2 separate regions of the Mus musculus genome follow, and region 1 is linked to region 2. The links are chromatin contacts, called in public Hi-C maps. All regions are on one chromosome and are shown on one strand. The core of a region is the stretch at or near the end of the contact, and the rest is flanking DNA. Distances in the headings are between cores, read along the strand shown. Region 1 has its middle 15 kb from the start of Cldn11. Region 2 overlaps Gm33694 (a long non-coding RNA gene).

The links. A called contact is a pair of places that touch in the nucleus more often than the background predicts.
Region 1: a contact with region 2 is called in a Hi-C map of colon epithelium, with 3 times the contacts expected there. The contact joins two enhancer-like sites. A contact is called at or near these places in 1 of 39 promoter capture datasets (embryonic stem cells), 2 of 15 datasets of contacts at CTCF or cohesin (both in embryonic stem cells), 65 of 484 Hi-C or Micro-C datasets (2-cell embryo, the AML12 cell line, CD4 T cells and 35 more), 26 of 115 datasets of contacts at active chromatin or transcription factors (CD8 T cells, DN3 thymocytes, the HPC-7 cell line and 15 more) and 4 of 9 other capture datasets (adipose tissue, embryonic tail, liver and 1 more).

The regions. Positions count from the first base shown.
Region 1 is chr3:31,132,740-31,137,352 of GRCm38.p6, forward strand. No RefSeq gene overlaps it. Among named protein-coding and RNA genes, the nearest start is that of Cldn11, 15 kb to the right of the region's middle. Within about 2 kb of position 1,717, at least 75 of the 459 cell types and tissues checked have an H3K27ac peak or open chromatin away from gene starts, as enhancers often do. A contact at or near this core is called in colon epithelium and pancreatic islet, where this site is marked.
Region 2 is chr3:31,074,152-31,078,579 of GRCm38.p6, forward strand. The region is part of intron 1 of Gm33694 (a long non-coding RNA gene); the gene reads right to left. Among named protein-coding and RNA genes, the nearest start is that of Gm33694, 3.6 kb to the right of the region's middle. Within about 2 kb of position 1,895, at least 21 of the 459 cell types and tissues checked have an H3K27ac peak or open chromatin away from gene starts, as enhancers often do. A contact at or near this core is called in colon epithelium and pancreatic islet, where this site is marked.

The sequences.
Region 1 (4,613 bases), core at 467-2,966, 58 kb after region 2:
CCACACTGGCTTGTTTGTTCTGAGACTTCCCCTAGACTGCTTTTATAAAGATTATTTATTGGAGGGGCCACTGAAGTTTCCATTCATCTTGTCCATGTTTAACTAACACTTTGAGTTTTATTGAAGAACAGGAGCTAAATCTACAAAGAAGGAAGCAAATAAACAAAACTCCAAAATCAAAAAAAAAAAAAAAAAAAAAGAACAAGAAATACAAAACCAGAATAGACTAAGAGATGCCCAGCGTGTGCCCCCAGTCTTTGCAGCTGAGTGCCCGAGCCCACCTTCAGCTCTCAGGGAGACTCCTAAGATCCTGAAGGTCAACTTGTAGTTGCTCTCGCTTTGGGATCAATCCAAGACGAGTGTTCAAGGCTTTCTCAAGTCTTTCCTGGGCATGTGTCTTGCCTGGGCATTGGACATTTGGAAAGCATTGCTTTCCAAACTCCTTTATGAACACAATTCCTTTCTAGGTCCTGTTTGCCAAAAGAATTTTGCTTCAACCTCTATAGTCCTTAAGTAGTCTCTCTCTCTCTCTCTCCTCCCTCCCTCCCTCTCTCCCTCCTTCCCCCTCCCACTCCTTCCCCTCTCCTCCTCTCTCTCTCCCTCCCTTCCTCCTGATCCTCCTGCCTCTACCTCCAGAGTGCTGTAATTGTAGGCATGTGTCACCATGCCCAGTTTATGTGGTGCTTGGATTGAATCTAGGGCTTTGAGTACACCAGGCAAATGCTCCTCCAACCAGGCTGCCCCTTAACTAAGTGTTTTCATCACCATCATTTCTGTTGAGACAACTATGAGTAAATAGTCTACCTTGTGTCCTTTGTGTGTGGTATCCCTTAGACATCCACCCCAGAGGGATTATTGCCATGTTACAGCAAAAACCCCAGCACTTAGGCAAACATACCAATTAAATCAATGATTGAAAGCAAAAAAATGGAGGTGTGTGTGTGTGTGAGTGTGTGTATGTGAGAGTATGTGTGTGTGAGTGTATGTGTGTGTGTGTGTGAGTGTGTGTGTGTTTATGGGTGTGTGCTTATGTCCATGAAGGCCACAGGTCAAGGTTTTGTGTCTTCCTTCCTCAATCACTGTTTACTTTTGGAGATAATGAACCAGCTGCTAACTGAGGTCGGCTGTTGGCTAGCCGCTGAGCCCGGGGTTCCTCCTGTCTCCGTGCCCTCAGTGTTGAGGTTACAGACAGGAACTCCCAAGTCTGCCTTTTACATGGGCCCTGGAGATCTGAATTCAGGACGTCTTGTACATGCAGCAAGCATTGTACTGACTGAGCCCTCTCTCCCCAGCCACTGCAGGAAGGAGATTTAATGGCTATTGCCGTGTTGGGACATACAAAATAAAGAGGTCAGTGACTTCTCCAGTCTGTCCTTGGGACGTTGATGTGAGTGTGAGGTTCACGTAGGGAAGGGTGGGGTCTAGGGCAAGAGGCCTGCATAGCTAAATGGCCTTGGCCAAGGTGTGGTCGGCTTGGTCAGTATCTCAGCTCCAGTTTCACAGGGTCCTTGAAGGAAGAAACCCTCACTGCCTGAGGGGATAAGTCAGTTCCCACAAGATGGTGGCTTTGGGTTGGAGGCGATCTCACCATGAGGTGATCTGTCTACAGGCGAGGCTATTCCTGAGATGTCAGGTGAGTGGCAGTTCAGGACAGTGACTGGGAGGTTTAGGGGTCTGGACAGCACACTGTGAAAGATGCTGACTCAGTTCGTCTTATCTCTTGCACCCTGATGAGGCGGGGCAAGCAACAGGCTTTCAGACAGACACACCTTAGTGATTCACATGCCTACGAAGAGGCAAGCAGATGGCTGTCCCAGAGCAGCGAGGAGTACACGTCACAGATGCCAGGCCTGGAGACACTTTTGCTTACTGGTGAACCTGGGTGAGGAGTCACTGCCCACGAACAGAATTACTGTCTAAGTATCAGGTGTAAGATCGAAACAACCATTCTCAATACATTTCAAAGGTCTGTTCCTGCTCTGGTTTGAAAGAGGGAACTGGATTCTGGCTTCCATTCTGGGCAGAGGGATGGGCCCAATGTGAAAATTCTTCAGGACTTCCCTGTCATTTTGAAGGTGGTGTTTCCCACCCCAGCTGCGTAATCGTGTTTGCACAGCTGCTGCACAGTTTTCCCCATTTCGCAGAAAGTGCTGGCCTTGGCACGTTTTTGTTTGTTTCCTCGTTCCTGTGGGGAAACGTGTCTACAGCTTCCTACTCCACCATTTTGACCTCGGCTGCCCTGTTTAACAAAGCCTTGCTTGGTAACCTTGTCTCTCAAGTGATAGGTGCTCATTTTATTATGCTGCTGGTGACACTAACTCTGGAATGGTGAGAGAAAGGGACACACAGGACCAAATGTTAAGAGACAGATATTACAGAGGTTTCTTGCTATGAGAAAGAACCTTCAAGTCTCCCCCAACCCCTTAAAGAGACCATGGTAAGCTTACACATTAAAGCTGGAAATTTCTGTTGGGGACATGCAAAGGCCTGGATTTAATTCAGACAACAACGATTGCTTTGCTTTGGTCTGACATCCACACCGTGACTTAGAGACAGGAATGAGTCAGACAGGCCTCTGTCTTTTGGGAACTCCCAGACACCTGAACAAAGCCCCGTGGATGAGCTCAACCGCTCAGGTCTACACAGGGCAGCAGCACACAGGGGTGTCTCAGCAGAGAGGCTGGAAGCTACAGCTCAGGTCTACACAGGGCAGCAGCACACAGGGGTGTCTCAGCAGAGAGGCTGGAAGCTTCTCCATCAAGAGGAACTGAGCTTTCAAAGATGGGAGAGTCAGTAAGATTCAATACGCGTGGTCACTTCACACCCCGCCCCCAACCTCAAAGATGGGAAAGGAGAGGAACCTGTGAGTGATGGATGGATCTAGACAGAAGTTGCTGTGTGAGGATAGGGTAGGGGCTTGTGGGCCACATACAGCATTACACTTTCAATGAAAACATCTCATGTTGTCCAACAAAGAACTAAAACTCTGTATGTGTGTGTGTATGTGCATATGTGTATGAGTACATGCATAGTGTATGTTTGTGGGGTGTGTTTGCTCATACTTGTATATATGGAGGCCAGAGGCAGATGCTGGCTGCCTCTCTCTCTCTCTCTCCCTTGTGTTTGAGATAAGGTAGTTTCTCATGGAACCTGTTTAGACTAGACTGGCTGGCTATCAATCCCCCAGAATCTGTTAACTTTTTGCATGGGTGCTAAGATCTGAACACGGGTTCTCATGCTTGGACAGCAAAATTTCATCCACTGAACCATCCCCCAGCCTGGACGACATGTTTTGGTAGGAGAATTTACAAGGCTCTATGGTTAACACTTTAGAACTCATTAGGAAGAAGCAGGAAGGCCATTTTGTAGGAGAGTCTTGGGTCTTAAATGGCGGAACTAACGGGAAAATCCATTCCCTGCATGGCAGAGAGCTAAGAATGCAGCACTGAAGAAGCTTGGCAGCCTTGGTGAGGAGTGACCTAAGAGGTCGGCTGGGTGGCAGCCTTGGTGAGGAGTGATCCAAGAGGTCAGCTGGGTGGCAGCCTTGGTGTGGAGTGACCCAAGAGGTCAGCTGGGTTACAGCCTTGGTGAGGAGTGACCCAGGAGGTCGGCTGTGTGACAGCCTTGGTGAGGTGTGACCCAAGAGGTCGGCTGGGTGACAGCCTTGGTGAGGTGTGACCCAAGAGGTCAGCTGGGTGACAGCCTTGGTGAGGAGTGACCCAAGAGGTCGGCTGGGTGACAGCCTTGGTGAGGAGTGACCCAAGAGGTCGGCTGGGTGACAGCCTTGGTGTGGAGTGACCCAAGAGGTCGGCTGGGTGACAGCCTTGGTGAGGTGTGACCCAAGAGGTCGGCTAGGTGACAGCCTTGGTGAGGTGTGACCCAAGAGGTCGGCTGGGTGGCAGCCTTGGTGAGGAGTGACCCAAGAGGTCGGCTGGGTGGCAGCCTTGGTGAGGAGTGACCCAAGAGGTCGGCTGGGTGGCAGCCTTGGTGAGGTGTGACCCAAGAGGTCGGCTGGGTGACACCCAAGAGGTCAGCTGGGCAGCAACCTTGGTGAGGAGTGGCCCAACAGTTTAGCTGGATGACAGCCTTGGTGTGGAGTGACCCAAGAGGTCTGCTGGGTGACAGCCTTGGTACAGAGTGACCCAAGAGGTCTGATGGGTGTTGGCTGGGAGAGGGGTCTGCACAACTGAATTGTTTGCAATGTTGTGTCATGAAGGCCTTCTGGGAATCTTGTTTCCTTAGGTTTTTTGTTTTTGTTTTTACCGTTGTTGTTTTGTTTTGAGACAAGATCTTATTGTATAGCTTTGGCTGGTCTCAAATTCACCCTGTCTTCAGAGCTCTGGGATTAAACGTATGTGCCACTATGTTCTGCATATCCTTAGTTTGTTTGTTTGTTTGTTTGTTTGTTTATTATATGTAAGTACACTGTAGCTGTCTTCAGACACTCCAGAAGAGGGAGTCAGATCCCATTACAGATGGTTGTGAGCCACCATGTGGTTGCTGGGATTTGAACTCCGGTCCTTTGGAAGAGCAGTTGGGTGCTCTTACCCACTGAGCCATCTCACCAGCCCAGTATTTTTTTTTAAGTCCTATTTTACTTTTAGTTGCGTGTT
Region 2 (4,428 bases), core at 645-3,144:
ATTAAATTTTATGGTAACCAATAGATGATAGAGAAGCATACATGGAAAAAGTAAATTCTAGCTAATCAATGAATCAATGAAGAGGGACAGATGAGCTAATCAATGAAGAGGGACAGATGATGTTGCCACCCTGGGGAAATATTGGCTGGATCCAGGTTATGTTCATCAGTGGCTACTGAATCTGCAGTTAAAAATCAACAGGGGGTTATTTATTATTATTATTATTATTATTATTATTATTATTATTATTAATTATATTTTTAACAGGGTTTCTCTGTGTATCCTTGGCTCTCCTGGAACTTGTTATGTAGACCAGGCTGTCTTCAAACTCAGAGATCTGCCTGCCTTTGCCTCTTGGGATAAGGCCTGTGCCGCCACCACCTGGCTCTAATGGAATTCTCTAATGGACTCAGCCTGACCACGCCTGAGCATACTGATCAATCTCAATAGCCCAAAACAGAGAGACAGGAGCCACTGTGTGTCTTTTGTAACTATGAGAAAGTAAACACACTCAAGTTGAATGTTCTTGCTCTTCAAATCACAGGGGATTGGACAACATTTCTAACCTTTTTGGAAAACAGCATCTTAGAGATCGAAGGCTGGCACCTAAAGCATGTATCCGAGGATGACCTTCCACGTCTGACCCTACTGCCACCATGCTCCAATTGCTGGGCTTATTAGCATGTACCACCAAGTCCAGTCTCTGCCATGCCGAGGATGGAGCCCAGAGCTCATGGGTCTTAGGCAAGCACCTGGCCAGCTGAGCTGGATGCAATGGTTCCTGATACCATAAGGATGCAGCCTATAGAGCTAGATGATATCATAAGGATGAGCCCATAGGCTCAGAGTACAGGGCCTTCTACAGGACAGTGGCAACTCCTTCAGTAAAGGAAATGTAAGGAAAAGAAGGTGGGTAGATAGATAAAGACCTTAAGGGATGTGTGAGTAGGCAGTATGTGTGTGTGCTTGATTCAAACACACAAACACATGAACCACACAAACAAGTAAGCAAGTCTTCAAGAGACAGCTCAAACGCTGAACTCTGAGAAGAACCATGGAGCTGTCCCTGAGTCCCTGTCAGCCACTGTAAGTATCACTGGCATTGTGCTTGTGTTTATGGAGAGTTCTTCATGCGAGATATCACAGAGTACAGAGAAGCTAGTGTGGCCTGGCACTCTGGTTCTACCAAGTGTTGTCTACAGGGTGGGCTCTTTACCTAACAAAACTGGAAAGCTGTCTTGAGTACCCAGGCCTCTCTGACTTGTCAGAGAGTTTGTCCTGTTGCCTGCAGAGATAGAGGCTCAGCCTTAGGCCTGCAGAGCCAAGAAAATCCAGAATGGTTGGCAATTACGGTTGGTGCTAATTGCTGGGTATGAACATGTCTGACTGGGCCAATGACAGGGATCGGTGGGGCCAGGGTAAATCAAAGAACAATTTCCCGGCAAAAGCATTCAGGTTTAGTGGAAGAAAGAGGGGGAGGAATGGAGAAGAAAAGGAAGAAAAGGAAAGAGAGGGACAGAGAGAGACAGGTACAGATAAGCTGGAGATAACACAGCCCCAGGCTATGTCTTCTAGCCAGATTCTCCATCCCTACTTAGACATAAAGCTATACTTGAATGAAATCCATATTTTTTGGCAGAACAGATGTTGCACACATCCATCTTTGACAGTCGCTAGAACGCGCCAGTGCCTAGTCAAGGTGGCATAAAAAAAAAATCAGCACACTTATCAACGTGACAGAGTAAGAACTGGTAGGAAATGCTCTACCAGGAAAAAAGCCGTCCCTTGGGGAGCCTGGCTGTGTTGATTTAGTGATAAGAATCTGTACACTAAGGTTGTCAGCCAGCACAGGAAATTTCTCCTGGTGGTGAGCAGGCTTCTTAGTCGGGACGAATGGCCTCCAGCCACATTGATTGGCTCCAAAGGGCATCTCTGAGACACAGGCAAAGGGCAACGCATCTAGATTTCTGGGTCACAGAAGGCCTTCCTGACTTCTGAACGGGAGCGAAGGGCAAGGAAAGAGGCTGGAACCTTACTTCTTCGTGCCTATGAGTGGTTGGTTTTTGTTTCATTTAAGACTGGGCCTGCAAGATGGCTCCACAGGTAAGGGTGCTCACTGGTTAAGCCTGACAACCCACATTGAATCTCAGACCTATGAGGTGGAAGGAACGAACTGATTCCAGCAAGTCATCTCTACTTGTCACACATCAGGTGTTTTGTTTTGTTTGTCTGTTTTAAAAAAGGGACAAGCAGAACCAGAAACTGTTCCTGAGAGTCTTTCACCAATAGCAGGATGTGGGCTGGAACCAGCACAAACACATTAGGAGTTTTGCTGTTTTACCGGATAGGAAGTATTATCTATGTGTTGGACTTGCAGAGAGGATGACTGCATTCAATTTTGCATTATCAAGGCCAAATACATTATTGAGAGTAAAGGAACCAGGCCAAGCCTATGGAGGGCATGGTTATGGAGAAGATGTAGTCTTTGCTCTGGCAAATTTTTATACCATAGCACCTGAAGAATTACATAAAAATAACTTAAATTATTTACACACCTTTTCCTCCTTCTTAAGCAGGGTCTTCAGATACTCAAGGTGATCAGGCCGAGACTTAGATGGGCTGAGAACAGACTCTAGCCTCGCAAGGGAGCCTGGAGGTTTAAACTTGGGGAATTCTTTTTAATTCCTTCACAGTAACTGCATGTGTTCAGTGCCTTGCTCACCTGTGTTCCCTCAGGAGAAATTCCTTAAAACAAATTAAAAATGATTCCTTGTCGTGCTGAGGGTCAAAGCCAGGGCTTTGCACAAGTTAAGCAAATGCACCATTGCTGAACCACGTCCTGAGCCAGAGACTACCCCATTTTCCATGTCTACACCCTATTATTCCAATGGGTTAGGCAAGAGGTGACCCACAGCCTACCAGCCTCTGCCATAACAATGACCTGACATAGCAAATTACATTCCGGTCCAATCAGAGCCTCTTCGAAATTTAAATTTAGGGGCACAGACAGAATTCCAGTCCAAAGATACCACATATAAATGAAGAACAGAAGGTTGTACTAGGCCACTCCAAGCCTGCAGACTTTCTGGTTCCAGTTACAAGTCTCTTTATGATTCCCCCACCCTGAAGTGACTTTGACCAGATTATCTCATTACATTATATGGAGATCATGAGCGGAAATAGTAAGACACTTTTTGTTTGTTTGCTTCTGAGACCCTTATGCCACAGGACTTCCTTTGACATCCTCGAGAGATACCCCTGCCTTGAAAATCATCTTAGCGTTTACAAGGTGGACATTGTCCTTCATTTACATTCGAGAGGGTCCAACAAATAACACATTAACCAGCATTTCCAGCCTCCCTTTCTTCTACCTTGGACTTTCCTCTCCCTCCCTCCCTTCCTACCCCTCCCCCTCTTTATCCTTTCCCTCTTTACTCTTTGTGGATAAAGTGAGCAACAGAAATTTTATTTGTAGGAAATACAACCTTCCCTGGGTTAAGTGGACACTTAACTGTTGGTGGGAGATGGTCCTGGAAGGGAACCATACAGCTGCAGAACTCTGTAGAGGCATGCCTAGTCTCAACCCTTTGAGTAAGGTGTAGGACAGATACAAAGTAACTGAAAAGCAAAGGAAACGTTCCCACAGCCCTCACTGCAGAGTTATGGGCAGGTGTCCCTTAGAAAGCCCCCTCCGCAGACAGAGACTACAAAGACTCAGATTCTCTTCCAGCAGGGAACTCTCTCTGTTTTAAATGAGAACCTCTGGAATGTTCTGAGAAAAGACTCCAACCAGGAAACTATTCTCTGCCCGGAGGGGTAGCTGGCCTTTCTTCAGGACGTTCTTGATGAATCAAATATGTGTGTCATAAGATTTCAAAAGCAAGGGCTGGGGAGATGGTCCAGTGGGGGAAAGTTCTTGCCACAAAAGTGTGCGGCTCTAAAAATCAGATCCCCAGAACTCATGTAAAAAAAGCTGGTCACCAAGGGGAGTGCCTGCAATCCCAACACTAGAGAGACAGAGGCAGGAGGATTCCTGGACTTGTCAGCCAATCAATCAAGCTGATCAGTGAGCTCCTGATTCAGTGAGCAACTCTGCTTCAAAAGTGAGGTGGAGTCCGAATGGTGGCACACACCTCCAACCCCAGCAGCACTCCGCAGTGCTCCGCAGAGTTGCAGCTCTGAGGGACAGTTTCCCCCCATACCAGTGTTGTAGCTCTGAGGGGAGAGGTTTCCTGGCAGTTGAGCCAAGGGATACCACAGTCACACCTCACAGCAAACCTCACACCAGAGATTTATTTGTAAAGACAGAGAGAGTGGCTGCCTCAGGTTAGGAGCTGAGGCAGAGATGGACTCATATATGAGTGAGTTTCTTGGGAGAGGAGTTTTCTAGGGTAGAGATTTCGAGGATGGTAAGACTTCAAGCCACAT